2 separate regions of the Oryza sativa genome follow, and region 2 is linked to region 1. Evidence: chromatin contacts called from public HiCAR-type data. All regions are on one chromosome and are shown on one strand. Each heading gives the region's core, a stretch centred on a gene start, on an enhancer-like site or on the middle of the called end of the contact. The rest is flanking DNA. Distances are from core to core; before and after follow the strand shown.

The links. HiCAR-type assays count read pairs that join an accessible place to other places.
Region 2: a HiCAR-type map of leaf shows a contact between it and region 1, with 3 times the contacts expected there. The contact joins the promoter of LOC136351841 here to the promoter of LOC112936426 in region 1. A contact is called at or near these places in 1 of 15 Hi-C or Micro-C datasets (panicle) and 1 of 4 datasets of contacts at active chromatin or transcription factors (leaf).

The regions. Positions count from the first base shown.
Region 1 is chr9:4,513,839-4,520,598 of ASM3414082v1, reverse strand. LOC112936426 reads left to right here and starts at 3,925. Exons shown (of 2, transcript XM_026020374.1): 1 at 3,925-6,573; 2 at 6,714-6,722. The coding sequence starts at 3,925. The coding sequence ends at 6,722.
Region 2 is chr9:5,013,194-5,019,953 of ASM3414082v1, reverse strand. It overlaps LOC136351841 (G-type lectin S-receptor-like serine/threonine-protein kinase B120), which reads left to right and starts at 3,832. Exons shown (of 1, transcript XM_066304264.1): 1 at 3,832-4,209. The coding sequence starts at 3,832. The coding sequence ends at 4,209. It overlaps LOC4346396 (ASI1-immunoprecipitated protein 1), which reads left to right and starts at 4,627. Exons shown (of 3, transcript XM_015756192.3): 1 at 4,627-4,944; 2 at 5,052-5,619; 3 at 6,135-6,563. The coding sequence starts at 5,131. The coding sequence ends at 6,290. LOC136351898 (a long non-coding RNA gene) reads left to right here and starts at 700. Exons shown (of 3, transcript XR_010735177.1): 1 at 700-1,405; 2 at 1,512-2,380; 3 at 2,534-2,796. LOC136351899 (a long non-coding RNA gene) reads left to right here. Exons shown (of 2, transcript XR_010735178.1): 2 at 45-394.

The DNA of each region.
Region 1 (6,760 bases), core at 2,676-5,175:
CAAATTTCCGAAATTAAATATCCAGAGAATATTCCCGGAATATTCCTTTTTCTTTTATCTTCGGATTTTCTGTAAATTCAAACTTCCGGAAGCCATAACTTTGTCATTCGAACTCCGATTCGACCAGTTCTTCTTCCTAAATTCTTCTAAAATAATCGAGCTCTACCTCCTGGTTTAATTGGTTATTTCATTTGATATTAATTAGTTAGATTTTTCTTTTGTTTATTTGTTCTTCGTTTGCGACCATGTAGATGTTGAAGCAAAAGAGCAGTTCATTTCAGAAGACGCTATGCAAGGACAGTACTGGGATCAAGGCAAGTGCACTCTTTGAACATATGGAGCCCATTTGTAAAATGTTTTGTTTTGAATACATGCATTACTTTATTTATAAACTATTGATGGGTAGCATGACCTAATTGTTATTATTATCCTACCTTTGATAATTATTGATTGTCCATGATACCTTGTCACCCTAGTCTTTGTGAGTTGAACATTGGGCTCAACTCAAGGTAGAGTAGTTATGCTTAGCCCCGTTTAATGTTGTTTTACAAGCAAAATACAATTTTGATTAATCATATACTTGTAATCACTTTTATATGAACTGTTTGGATGTGTGCTATCTTTCCGGTAGCATGTGTTGCACCGTGTAGTAAACAATGGGCGGATAGAACATTTTCGACCGGGGTGCTGGGTGGTTCTATGTGAACCTGGTTAGGTGGTCATGTACATGTGTGATCGTTGTTGGGTACGGTCTCTCTGTCAGTCTACTGTTGAGCTGTGTGCTTTTGTAGTTTGGTAAGTTGCCTTGGTCAATTAAAGACTTGACTTCATAAGCCATTAATTGATCTGAGCCTAACGTGCAACCACATGATCTCATGGAAAGAACCAGGCCTAGTATGATTCCGAGTCTTGGCACTGTCGGCCCAGGTGGCTAGATGATAGGAGTTTATGTTAGCCAGGGGTACTTTCTTGTCTGTGTGAGGGAAATGTGTCTCATGGGGGAAGGTATCGTTGGGACGGAGTTTCTAAAAAGCCTCATTATAGACTCCTTGGCCGCACACAACCTGAAGTATGAAATTTACGCATGGCCATTAAAAGGACGATGTATCTTGTGGGTCCAGGTGTACAACCTCTGTAGAGTGTTAAACTAATCTATTCGAATAGCCGCGTCAGCGGTCATGGACATGCTCGGTGATATCTCATGAGGGGTAGTTTGTGAAATATGGGAATGAGCTGTGTGCAGGTTAATGAATATAGCTATGAGGTCCTGTGTGGATGGATGGATGGTAACACCAGTTATTTATAAATGTTGTTCAAATCTCTGTTTATAAATTGTTTATAACTGCAAATTGCTCTATTATGCAAAATAGCTATCGCTTTCTTCGTCAGCCTTGCATATGAATATTAACGTGTAATTGCTGAGTATTCCATGTACTCACCTTGCAATTCCCCCAATTCCAGAAGAAAGGTTTCCACTATTTCCTAAGGAGTTTACTGCTGAAGACGAGGAATATGTCGTGTGTCCCAGTTGACTGCCTGTGGTGAGTTGAATCGAACTACTACACGTTTATCTTATTTCCGCTACTATTTTAATATTTTCCTTAGGCCCTTCGTGGCAGAATAAATGTAAACTTTAGCCATAAGGATTATCATAGTTATTATTAATACTAAATATTAGGTTTCCTTCGTGATGTTGGTTGTAATATTATCTTTGTGTCTGTGTGTGCTAGTTTGATCCTGGACTAGCACTTATACACAAGAGATCCTATTCGAGTCCTTACAAATCTATCTATGCCTACTTAAAAAATAGGTAAGTATTCCAGTTTTTTTCATCCGTCTCCTCTAGGCCCGTCTGATCCCACACACAGAGCACACCTCCAACCTTGCCGGGCCGAACTCTAGCACTGCCCGCCACATTAATATGCCTCCCAGTATGTTTCCTCTTTCAACTGATTGAAAAATCAATTCCCGACTCTTCCCTCGTCATTTTCATCATGATTTACTCTTTCAATCAATGTGGCTCTAATTCGCCAGATTTAATTGATTTTGATGATGGCTGACCGGCGAGCTTTCCCTAGTAGTTTATCGGATTTGGTGGAGAGGATAGTCTCCGACATAGTACGTGCATGGGACAGGACTGTCTTCTAAAGGTTGAGGATACTGATCCTACGGCTCCACTTATGGGCTGGACCGAAGTGAGGTAGGCGAGATTGAGGATGCTAGTCCTACAGCTCCACTTATGGGCTGGACGCTGGTCCTACGGCTCCATGGGCTGGACCGAAGAGAGGTAGGCGAGCTAATGGAGGTAGCAGACTTGGCTGAATTTGAAAAGGAAGAAAGGAGTCGGCTTTCTGCCCAAACCAAGGAAGAATTTTCATTAACCTTTTCGATTATAATGTATGTAGCGATAGATATTAATGTTTCAATTTATTGCTAAACTCCTCATACCTGTTGATACCATTGAAAAAACGCTTTTACTCGTTGCAGCGCACGGACAGTTTTTTTATTATTTTATTATTTTTAAGGTTAGGATTTAAAGGTGTTTTTTTCCCATATAGGCTCGGCTTGCATGCCTGCAGTGTTATTCAAGAGTCCGGTTGGCTGGGCGCCTGGGCCTATATATGTGCCATATATTGCTAGACAGCCGAAGCCATAGAGGGGAGATCGATTGGATTTTTATTGGTTTGTCATCGAGGTTGCAAATACTTCGCCGCCACGACCAATGGTGCTCCCATTGTTTTTCTACGTCTACGGTTAGGAGGCTGATCAGACACGTGGTGGATCAAGTGAAACATCTTCGCCGGTCAAGACTATGGATGATCAAATGGGCTGCCTGGCCCGGCATGGCCCAGGCATGATCGGGCCTGGGCTGAGGTCAATCGGGCCGGCACGGCCCGACCAACAAGCTAGGCCGGGCTGGACTTGCCCACAGGCTACACGCACAGCTCAAGCATGACCTAACAAATCTTGGGCCTGCCCGAAGGAACGATAGCTTATCATGCTTCTTCATAAAATAAGTCTATTTTTCCTCCCTAATCTCTTTGGGTTGTCTTATATTAAATGGCTGTAACAAGTATATTTTGTGTTCCTTTACTCTTCGGGCCGTGTCTTATATGGTTTATTAAGTTTATTTGGGATCCCTCAACTATTTTCCATTAACCGTGTCGTTCTGGGTCGGCCCACTGTGCTAAGACATCGGCCCAGGCACGGCCCAACTATCGGGCCAGGCCGGCACGAGCCAGACAACAGTCGTGTCATGCTGTGCTTGGGCCGGGCCATCAGGCCTCGGGCCTTATGGCCATCTATAGTCGAGACCTTAATGTGGATCTTGGTTGGGGTTGGTCTAAGTGTCGTTTCTGTAAGTATATTTTTGCCTATTATCTTTACGATCAGTGGATATATATAAACTACTTGGTTTAATTTGTCTGAGTCATTGGATTGATATCAACTAATATTGATCCTCTGTTGCTACTAGTCTAGTCGTTTACACATAAAGATTCATATATACGCATATTGGCATCTATATTATTTGTTATATAGGTGAGCTGATAAATACTTCGTTGTTACTAGTATCATGAAGAGAGCGGCAAATCAGGGTGCTGACAACCGGGTGCTCATCAACGTCGGATCCGGCAGTGGAGCGCATTGTCGCAACATTGCTTGTGGAGGTCTTATCTTTTTTTCTTGATATTCTTTTTGGAGAGTAAATTCTATCATTATAAATAGCAGGTACTAGTTAGTCATGAAAGGGGTCTAACCATGTAACAGTTGATCACAAAACGAAGGGTGTGGATGGCAGCAACGGCAAACTTTGCCTTTTGGATGTGAACCCCTACCAAAGGAGAGGGGATAGTAGCAGCTAGGCTTGAAGCTGAGGAGACGCGGGAGCGTGGGTGAAGGAGGCGGGATGTCCAAGAAGCGATTATGAGTGCGCTGCACAGCCGGCAGGGCTCTTCCCACATTCCGCTCAGGTGCTCACCCACCCAACCACCTGCAGGCTCCGATCCGATTCCGAGCAGCATGAACCTGTCGGAGGAATGGCGCTTCCTCTTCCCCGTCTCTTCCGTCTTTGCGCCGCCGTCCCTCGCCGTCGCAAACCGGAACGAGAATGGGAATGGGAATGGGTATGGACCCCTCCTCTTCTCCCCCCTCCCGCCTCCCGCCACGCTCCACACCAATATCCCCTTCCCCGCCTTCCAGTTTCATCCCCCGCACTCCAAGTCCACCGGCGACGCCCTCCGCTACTTTCTCAGCTCCACCGCCTCCTTCCTCCCCACCCCCGACCTCCACTCCCTCTCCAGCTCCCTCTCCGACTCCACCACCTTCCGCCCGCCGCCGCCGCCTTCCAACCTGCTCGCCACCATCCTCCTCCGCGCTCCCTCCACCTCTCTCCTCCTCTTCTTCCCTTCCGGCCACAATGCCGACCATCTCTCCTACGCTACTCTCCACTCCACTGCCGCCCCCCTCTCGGCCGTGCAGACCCTCACCCACGGCTTCATGCACCCCGGCCACCGCATCCACCACCTCGCCGCCACCTCCTCCTGCCCCCCGCCGCATTCGCACTCACCAGCAGCAGCTACCCCCCTTGTCCACGGATTCCTTCTCGCTGCCACCACCTACTCGGTCAATTGGTTCAAGGTTGAGTCTTCTTCTTCTAGTTCTACCTCCCCGCCTGCGCTCGTGCCCGCGGCCAAGCAGGCGTTCGACGCCGCCGTCGTGCACGCGTGCTGGAGCAAGCATCTGCACTCCGACTGCCTTGTGCTGCTCGACAATGCCCACCTCTGCTGCTTCGATCTCCACCAACGCCGTGGAAGCGTCCTTCGCGTTGGCACTGCCACTGCCACCGAGGGTGGTGCCTGCCTAAGCTGCGACTACGGGCCGCAACCGTGGACGGCCGTCGTCGCCACCACCAAGGCCATCCTACTCCTTGATCTCAGATATGGTCCAGATCATCCTGGAAACTGCAAGGTTCTAGCGAGGGTTGGGATGCAAGGGTTGTTCGACCCTGATCCTCCTCTCAACAGCGAATGCCACTATCTTGCATTCTGCAAGGCTCCGTTCGACGATTTTCTCATGTCGGTGGCGACGGAGCGTCTTCTGTTGGTGCTTGATATCAGGCAGCCTCTGACACCCGTGCTGGCATGGCAGCATGGCCTCCATAACCCAAATCATATTGCTATGTTTCGCCTATCTCAACTCAGGCCTTCCAAGGAGCATGAGTGGGCGTCCAGCTCGGGGATCGCCATTCTGGCTGGTTCATTCTGGAGTACTGGGTTTAATCTCTTCTTCTGTGGCCCCAAGGACCAATGCTCTTCCTCTTCACAGAATGCTCATCACCTGTATGCTTGGGATGTTCCATCTCGGATTTCTTTGATAGGCCAGCACTGCAGTTGCAGCAATGGGCTTATGAGAGAGGTATTCACTGATCATGAGCCCATCACTAGGAACACCGTCGTTGGCTACCACGTGCTTCCAAACACATTGCTGCAGGACGAATCGTCGTCATCGTTCACTGGCTTTGCTTTGATCCGGTTAACGTCGTCGGGGAAGTTGGAGATGCAAAGATTCCGTGCATCTGGAGATTTTGATGAACATGTCATGTGTGATGGATCACATCATCAATCTGCGGCTTGTACTACTTCATCCATTATTTCTCCAGACACTACTGCTCATGGTGAAAAGTTCTCTTCCAGATATAAGTTTTTGAAGTTCCATTACCTATCAAAATACCTGGAGGGCAATCTGCTCAGCGCGTTGGAGAATCATAATGTTGTTAACAAAGGCTCCCACCAAATTGTTATTAGTGAAGATGTATCAGCATTTGCAAAGGAGAACTCTCCGCCGTGTTATCGGTCAGTTTCAGATCTCCTATGCAATGCTAGTGTGCCCATGAACATCTTCGAAACTGGGTGTCAGCACATACTGAACAATGGGCTATCTTCAGATAGCCTTCTTGTTACATTCTCCAAATACAAGGACATGCTTGCATGCAGTAAAGGAAAACTGATATATGAATATCCAGAAGTTCCTGCACGTTCTCGAAACAATGATGAACATCGGCCTTTCCTGTTGGCAAAACCTTCAGGCACAGGTAACAAGCTCACCAGCGAAGCAATATCTGGAGATGCTCTTGTTGGTCCACTACTCCCAATCCCTCTTCTGCTTGCAATTGAAGATAGAAACAAGGGTACTATAGAGAGCAGCACTTGTCAGGGAGAAACCAGCTCGGTAAGCCGTCGCTGTAGGGAAGCTCTTGAAGCCTGTGTTCCTAAAACATCAAATGCCAATGCAACCAGGTTTAGTGGATGGTATGCTTCGCGAGAGTTGAGAAAGAAGCCATATTTTGTTTATGAGCCTCAGATTGATGATAGACTCACTCTTGATGAGACTGCTAGAAAGGAGGGTAAAAAGGCGCATATGGATGAAAACTTGACAACATTTGTTTGTGGAAAAGCTGGAGTTCCTCATTCTGGACCAAAGCAAGCCGCATCCAATTTGTTTGATAGCAATTGCAGCCCAGTGAGGATGGATTTTGAGCTTCCATTTGTAGACGTACAGCCTGCTGAGCAAAAGGCAATCCAGAGCTTGAAGAATCAGTTTTTATCATGGCAAAACAATTTCAGGCCATACAAAGATTTCTGTAACTCACATCACATACAATTACAAAAGCCACAGCGATAGACCTTTTGTGCTCCATTCTGTTCTACTACCAGGGACTTTGACATTAATTGTTCAGGGAAGAAAGGCTGTAATGACCCCT
Region 2 (6,760 bases), core at 2,583-5,082, 500 kb before region 1:
AATAGTGATAGAGGTTCTGATCTGATTTCATTTGGTTGGCTCAGTGTACAGCTGCCGTCTACGGCGGTCGATTCAGTGAAAAATGACAGGTTCGATCCATAGCTAAATTTTTTAGTAATTTTTAGTTCTTAAGTATGTACCATAAGGTACCAAAAATTTAGTATAAAATTTGGTACCTAGGTATTATGAGGTACCACTTTTTCTATTATAAATTTGGTACCTTCTTACGGACCGTAAAATTACTCTAAATTTTTTTTATTTAGCTAGAACTAGCCAGCACTATACTGATTGTACATTATTTCCTATGGTCGCACACTTTTAGCAGGATAATCACTTATTTCTATGACTAACATCTTGTATATTGATGCATTTATAGCATAGATATGTATGTAAATCCTGCCATGACTCTGAATCCTGGACTCTAAAAGTATCCAGTTGATGTCAATGGGTGTATATGCATATTTCATGATTTTTAAGATTGCTAATGCGATGAAGAATAGAAAAATGGAGGATCTAGCTTCTGAGTTAATAGCTTCTACAATTAGACATAGCCAAATGATGTAAGAACCAAATTTGTTACAGTGTAGTTATTGGCAGAATGAACGTACAAATTTGTCAGTCTTTTCTGCTTCATATAACAGTGGTTTATGCCATTATATGATAGTAGAAATATATAAGGAGAAATAATGTCTAGCTGCGAAGTGCTAAGGTGCCTCTCATTTAAATTACTTCTCATTGGTCAAGCATACACAATAACATGGTATTTGTAGGATTTTACATGCTTGGCAATAGTTGAAAGAACGTGCTCTAGCGAGAGATCATTAGACTAGAATAGTTCATTTCGGTCATGGAACTGTATTTCACCTTCAATGTTACAGTGGTACATATGATTATCATGATCATTTTCCATTTGGTGCTCACGATAATCATAAGCTCACTAGACCGGGCTTATTAGTGAGCGAGCAGCTCATGGATTGGATTGTCAAAACTCATCGGCCAGGCTGACTCCATAATGCTGAGCTAGGCCAACTATCCCAACCTGGTAGCCTATTCTGCTGTGTCTTTTCATTGCGTAAAGCTATCTCGTATTTTGGTTATATAGTCTCTAAAATTGAAATGGAATGGGTGCTGGAACCTTTGGAGTCATGCACGATGTTCATTATAAAATGGATTAAAGTGATAATTTCTTTCTTGGTTAGTTTTTTGTCCAGTTCCATGAAAGGGATCAATTAAGCCACTAAATGGTTGGACAAACTAATTTTCGGAAAAGTGGTCAGTGTTTACATTCTGAACTTCTGACCAGACTGAAGAAACACCGTCTTATTCCAATAATAAGACAGTTCTTCTGCCTCCGACGTTGGCCGCCTTCCAGTTTGCAATATTTTGTTCTTCCTCATCCTATCAGGTTCTGTTCTGTATAGCTATATCTTTCACTGCTACCACTGTTGATGACTTCTTCAGACTCTGAGTTAACGAAAAGTGCAGATCAATTCAGATTTTTATGTTTTCAGGAATCATTCTGGCTGCTCCTGCCCAAGATGCTAGGTGTACATCTACATTAAAGCAGTCAGAGCTGGCTTCCAGTAAGGATTCATCATTTACAATTCATTTACACAAGGTTTATATCCTATGTCTGAAATGAAAATATGTTTTAAACCAGAAAGAATCATTATCTAAAAATAACCAGAAAGAATGGTTATAATTCAAACAATCAATGTCTTTTGTTAGTGAAGTGTGACTAATGAATACAGCATCACTTGTTAGCATGATGTATTTGAGATGATTTTCTTGCATGATCCGTATAGCACAACTAGACACCATCAACTGGTCGTGATCTTGGTGTGTGGGTGGATAAGTGCCTGAACATGTTTGCTATAAGAGCATCGTCAATTTAATTCGACACATGTTGTATTCCAGTGAGAAGTGACTGAACGTATTTTCAGCACACATAAGCTAGGTGGTCCTAGGATGTGTTTTGCCAATTGGTCAGGTATGAGTTCAAATAGTAAGGTGGACTGGTTAATCACAAATGAAATTTTAAGGTGCATCTCAAGCGTTGGCGTGAACAAAAATTCAGAGAAGAGGAAAATTTTTAGTGAAATGGGTAATTTTGTTTCCCTGTATTGATATTTCATTACTCACTGTAAGAGACATGATGGCAAAAAGATAGTTTACTCCTAATGGTTCAAAAAAGGTTTTGGATGCATTGTATGGCACAAAGTGCTTATGGTTAATTAGAGAAAACACAGAAAACTCCTCCCCATCAGAATCGATGAGACGGATGAGTTTAGGCAGGCCACGCACATTGCAAAATGGTTGCATAAACTCGGTGGGCTGCAGATCAAGCCATTCCCAATTGCCTCAACAGAGCAGTTGAAAGGTTATTAATCAATTTTTCTGCACCTCACTGAAATCGTGTATCTTAGCATGTTATAGCTCATGGATTATATAATAAAAGAACTAAATTTCTGTTTTGTCGGTGATTATAATATAGTAATGTAATTGATAATATGAGTACTGTTACAATTTACAGATGGCCAGTTGGAGAAAAATAAACTCAAGGTTTATGACTGCAAAGCATATTGAAGGTGTACACATTAAGATTGTCTGGCAAAGAGGAAAGAAACAGATTAAGATTGTCTGGCAAAGAGGAAAGAAACAGATTAAAGAAAACATAGCATAATTGAAATTGAGATTTTTTTAACAGGGTATTTGCGTTGTTGATCTGTACATGAAATGATATTTATGAATTAAATAAACTTTGAAAAAATTCTAACATAAGTTGGAGGTCCTGAAGTTTAGCGTATTCAATTTTGAGGAACTGTTAAGCCAGGCACCTAAATCTCTCTTTGTAGATCAGGCCTATAACGATTCCTGTATATTTCGTCTTTAGACTGTTTCTCATCTAGATGGGCACTTCTTGAACGGTAAAGTTTCTATTAACAAATTTTACTGGGAATATTATTGTTCAACGAAAAGAAATCTATAGTTTGTTAGTGCGTCATTGAATCAAGTCTTTTTTTAGTTTGCCGATTGAAAGTGGAAGCTATTAAGAGGATCAATGTTCTCTTGACTTTTGTACTCTGTTCAAACAATCATGAAGAGTTTCTTATTATCGCATCTTGGACAAGGTATATGACCAAGTGTGTGTGTGTGTGTGTTTATTGTTGTTACTTGGGGCAGGTTAACTAAAGGGTAACTTCCATTTAGTTCTGCAAATCTACTAATGCAGATGCTGCTTCCACAATACAACTGACTGCTGTATAATCACAGCTAACAAGTAACGTAAAAATGTGTATAGATTTCTTTTTTCTATTCCAGTCAATCATCTTTTTCTTGATCACTGAAGGTACAGTCATTAGCAGGAAATGATCAAGGAAGTTTTGATTAGGTAAATTTCAGTATGGTACATAGTCCTTTTCTTTAGTTCTCTGCATGTCACTCCACCCAGAGAATTTTCAAAATATACCATCCAATACGAACTGCTTTCATGATTTGTCACCTAATTCGCACTACTTTTAGAATACATCACTGGAGTACGAATTTTCTTTGTTCCGTGCCACTTTATCCCCTAGCGTCGGTCGCGCCGTCGTCCTTCATCCTCCCGGCGCCGCCGTCATCCGTCCGCCACTGCTCGCGCCAGCCACGTCGTCGCCCGTCCGTCGTTGCCATCGGCGCACACGGTGGAGGGCCGGAGGAGAGGGGAGCAGCGGTGGAGGACAGAGGGTGTCGAGCTTCGGCAGCGGTGGAAGGCAGAGAGCATCCAGCTCCGTTGTGTGGGTTGCTGATCAGTCGGCGCCCATCGCCGACCATCCTTCCTCCCCGGCTTCCATGCTCGCCATTGCCAGCGACGGCAACCTAGTCTTGTCCGATGGCGCCACCGGCCACGCCCTTTGGAGTACTAACGTCACCGCCGGTGTGAACTCGTCGGCGTCGGGAGGAGGCGGCGGTGCTATGGCGGTGCTCGCAAACTCTAGCAACCTCGTGCTCCGGCTGCCGGATGGCACCGTCTTGTGGGAGACGTTCGAGCACCCCTGCAACACATTCCTGCCCGGCATGAAGATCGGCGTCATCTACCGAACGCGCGGTGGCGTGCGGCTTGTCTCATGGAAGGGCACCACCGACCTGTCGCCGGGGAAATTCTCCTTCGGCGGCGACCCGGACCAGCCGCTTCAGGTGGTCATCTGGAAAGGCTCGCGCGTGTCCTAGCGCACCAACCCATGGGAGGGCTACATGGTGGACAGCAACTACCAGAAGGGCGGGAAGTCGGTGTGGGGAGGGTAGGATGAGCTCGTCGGCATAGGGAAGGACGAGCTCGCCGGCGGCCAGACACGTGGGGGAGGAGGAGCTCGCTGGTGTGGGGAGGACAAGCTCGCTGGCGTGGGGGAGGACGAGCTCGCCAGCAGCCTGATGTGTGTGGGCAAACGGCGCGAGAGGATGAACTGATGACGTGCAGCTTTGGATGGATGGAGTGACACGGAATGAAGAAAATTCACGCTTAAGTAGTGTATCCTTTTCTAAAAGTAGTGTGAATTGGGTGTGCTAACTATTGGGTGGTATATTCTGAAAATTCTCCTCCACTCGATAGAGAGAGAAAAAGGAAGGAAGAGTTTCCCAAAAGGAACCGCTCGTCCAAAATCCAATCTTGTCGCCGCTTCGGGCTTTCGTCTCCACCGCCTTGATGCCGCCCCGGGAGCAGGAGTAGCGGCTCATCGCCAACTACCCTTCTCCGTCGGAGCGTGCGTCGTCGTCACCGGCGATCCCCACCCACCTCCTCACTGCGCCGCCTCGCCGTCCGCCCCTTCTCCACCTTGCCCTCAACCCGCCACAGATCCCTCTCCCTCCCTTCCTCGTCCCCGGCCTTCCTCGCCGCAAACACTGCCCCCTCTTCTCCGCTTTCCTTCCTCCTCTCCACCTCAGCCGCCGGCCACGATCTCAGCCGTGGTGAGCCTCTTTCTGATTCATCTCTCTCTCTGTCTCTCCCGTCGGAACTACTTTTGTCTGGATGTTGCTTGCGTTCGTTCGTTCGTTAACCCTAGCTTCTCTTCTAGATCTGGAAGAGGCTCTTCTTTTAATTTCAGAGCCTTAACCTTAATACAAGTAACAGTTTGGGGGTTCAACTGAACCCCCATGTCCCAAGTTGGATCCGCCCCTGCTCCCATGGTGACATCCCATGAAGATGCTAAGAAGGCGTATGCTGATTTCGAGAAGAAGGTCAAGAGGACCATCTATATTGATCATCTTTCCCCTCAAGTCACGAGCTCAGTACTTAAAGCAGCCCTTGCCCAATGTGCAAATGTTGTCGATGTGGAGTTCATTGTTAATTACACAATCCCGTATGACATTCCTTCTGCTGCATTGGTGGAATTGGATGACGAAATACAAGCTAAGGCTGCACTAGACTTGATGAATGATTTCCCTTTCATAATTGGCGGGATGCCAAGGCCTGTAAGAGCTACATGTGCAAAGCCCGACATGTTTCGGGAACGCCCTCCTTGCCCTGACATCAAGAAAGAGTTCCGGTGGGTAAAACAAGAAGATGGAACAGAGTATGAAGGAATGAAGAAATTGAGGATCCTAGCAAAAAGGCAAGAAGCAGAAAATATGGCACTCATAAAGGTAAATTAGTGACTCCTTTTTAAATGAACTATTTATTTCACTGCTTCTAACCTCTTTTAAGAATCGCCATCTTATGTTTGTTTTATGCTCAGTACGCCTTAAACAGCGTAATTTCTGCCAACCTAAATATGTTTTTGCATGTATGGATATATTTATTCTGAATTATGATCAAGTTTGTTGACCTGGAGGAATGTCTGCATATAACATGCTTAAATTGATTACTGTAATATGCATATAATATGCTTCTTGCAAATTGTAATTTTTTCGCTGGGCCGTTGTAAATTGTAATTTAGAAATGGATAATTGAGTACACATTCTGCATTTAACACGAGTAACTATAACCGTAAGCATGACTGGAGAACTATTATGCGCTTGCCCAGCGTTGTTAGTCCAAGTATTGTGTTTGTAGCAGGACAGTATTTTGGGATCTTGATGCTATTGCTTACCAGGACCAAGTTGCTGTTGCTTTGATCTTGTAACATGGCATTGATGTGTTGTGTTTGTGTTTCTGCCAGAATCAATTGGAAGAGGAGAAGGAGCTGGCAAAGCAGCAGCAGGAATTACTCGATGGAAATTACAAGAAGTACGACATGCTGGAGAATGTCGTACAGAACGGAAACATGAAGAGCCTAGCTCAGCATTATGGAGTCAGCCTGGCCGATGAGTTTTGACAATTCAATCCATGAGCTGCTCGCTCACTAATAAGTCCGGTCTAGTTCCCGGTGCAGCAACATGCCTAATAACCTTTCTCTCTCTCTCTCTCTCTCTCTCTTTCTCTCTCTCTCTAGGCCTTTAGGGCAGTGATAAATCATGTCAATGTGTGAGATGAAATAATAATTGAATGACTGGTTTGAGGCACGCATTAGGCGTGATCAAAGGCATATCCTCTGTGTAAAGATAGTTGCCTGCCTGCTATAATTTATCTGGAGGGGTTATTGACAACAGCACTGGTTTCTTCCTTGTGATTCTCTGACGTCCTGCGAGATGGTTACCATAAGTATGTCTTAATTTATATGGTGAAGCCTGCTTAATTACCAAGCATTGAACTGTGCTGTCGTATACTAGAGCTGATGCATTTCTTGCTTAGTTTCAGAGACTCGTGGATGTACTGATAAGTTACTTCGAGGAGAAGGTATCTGTT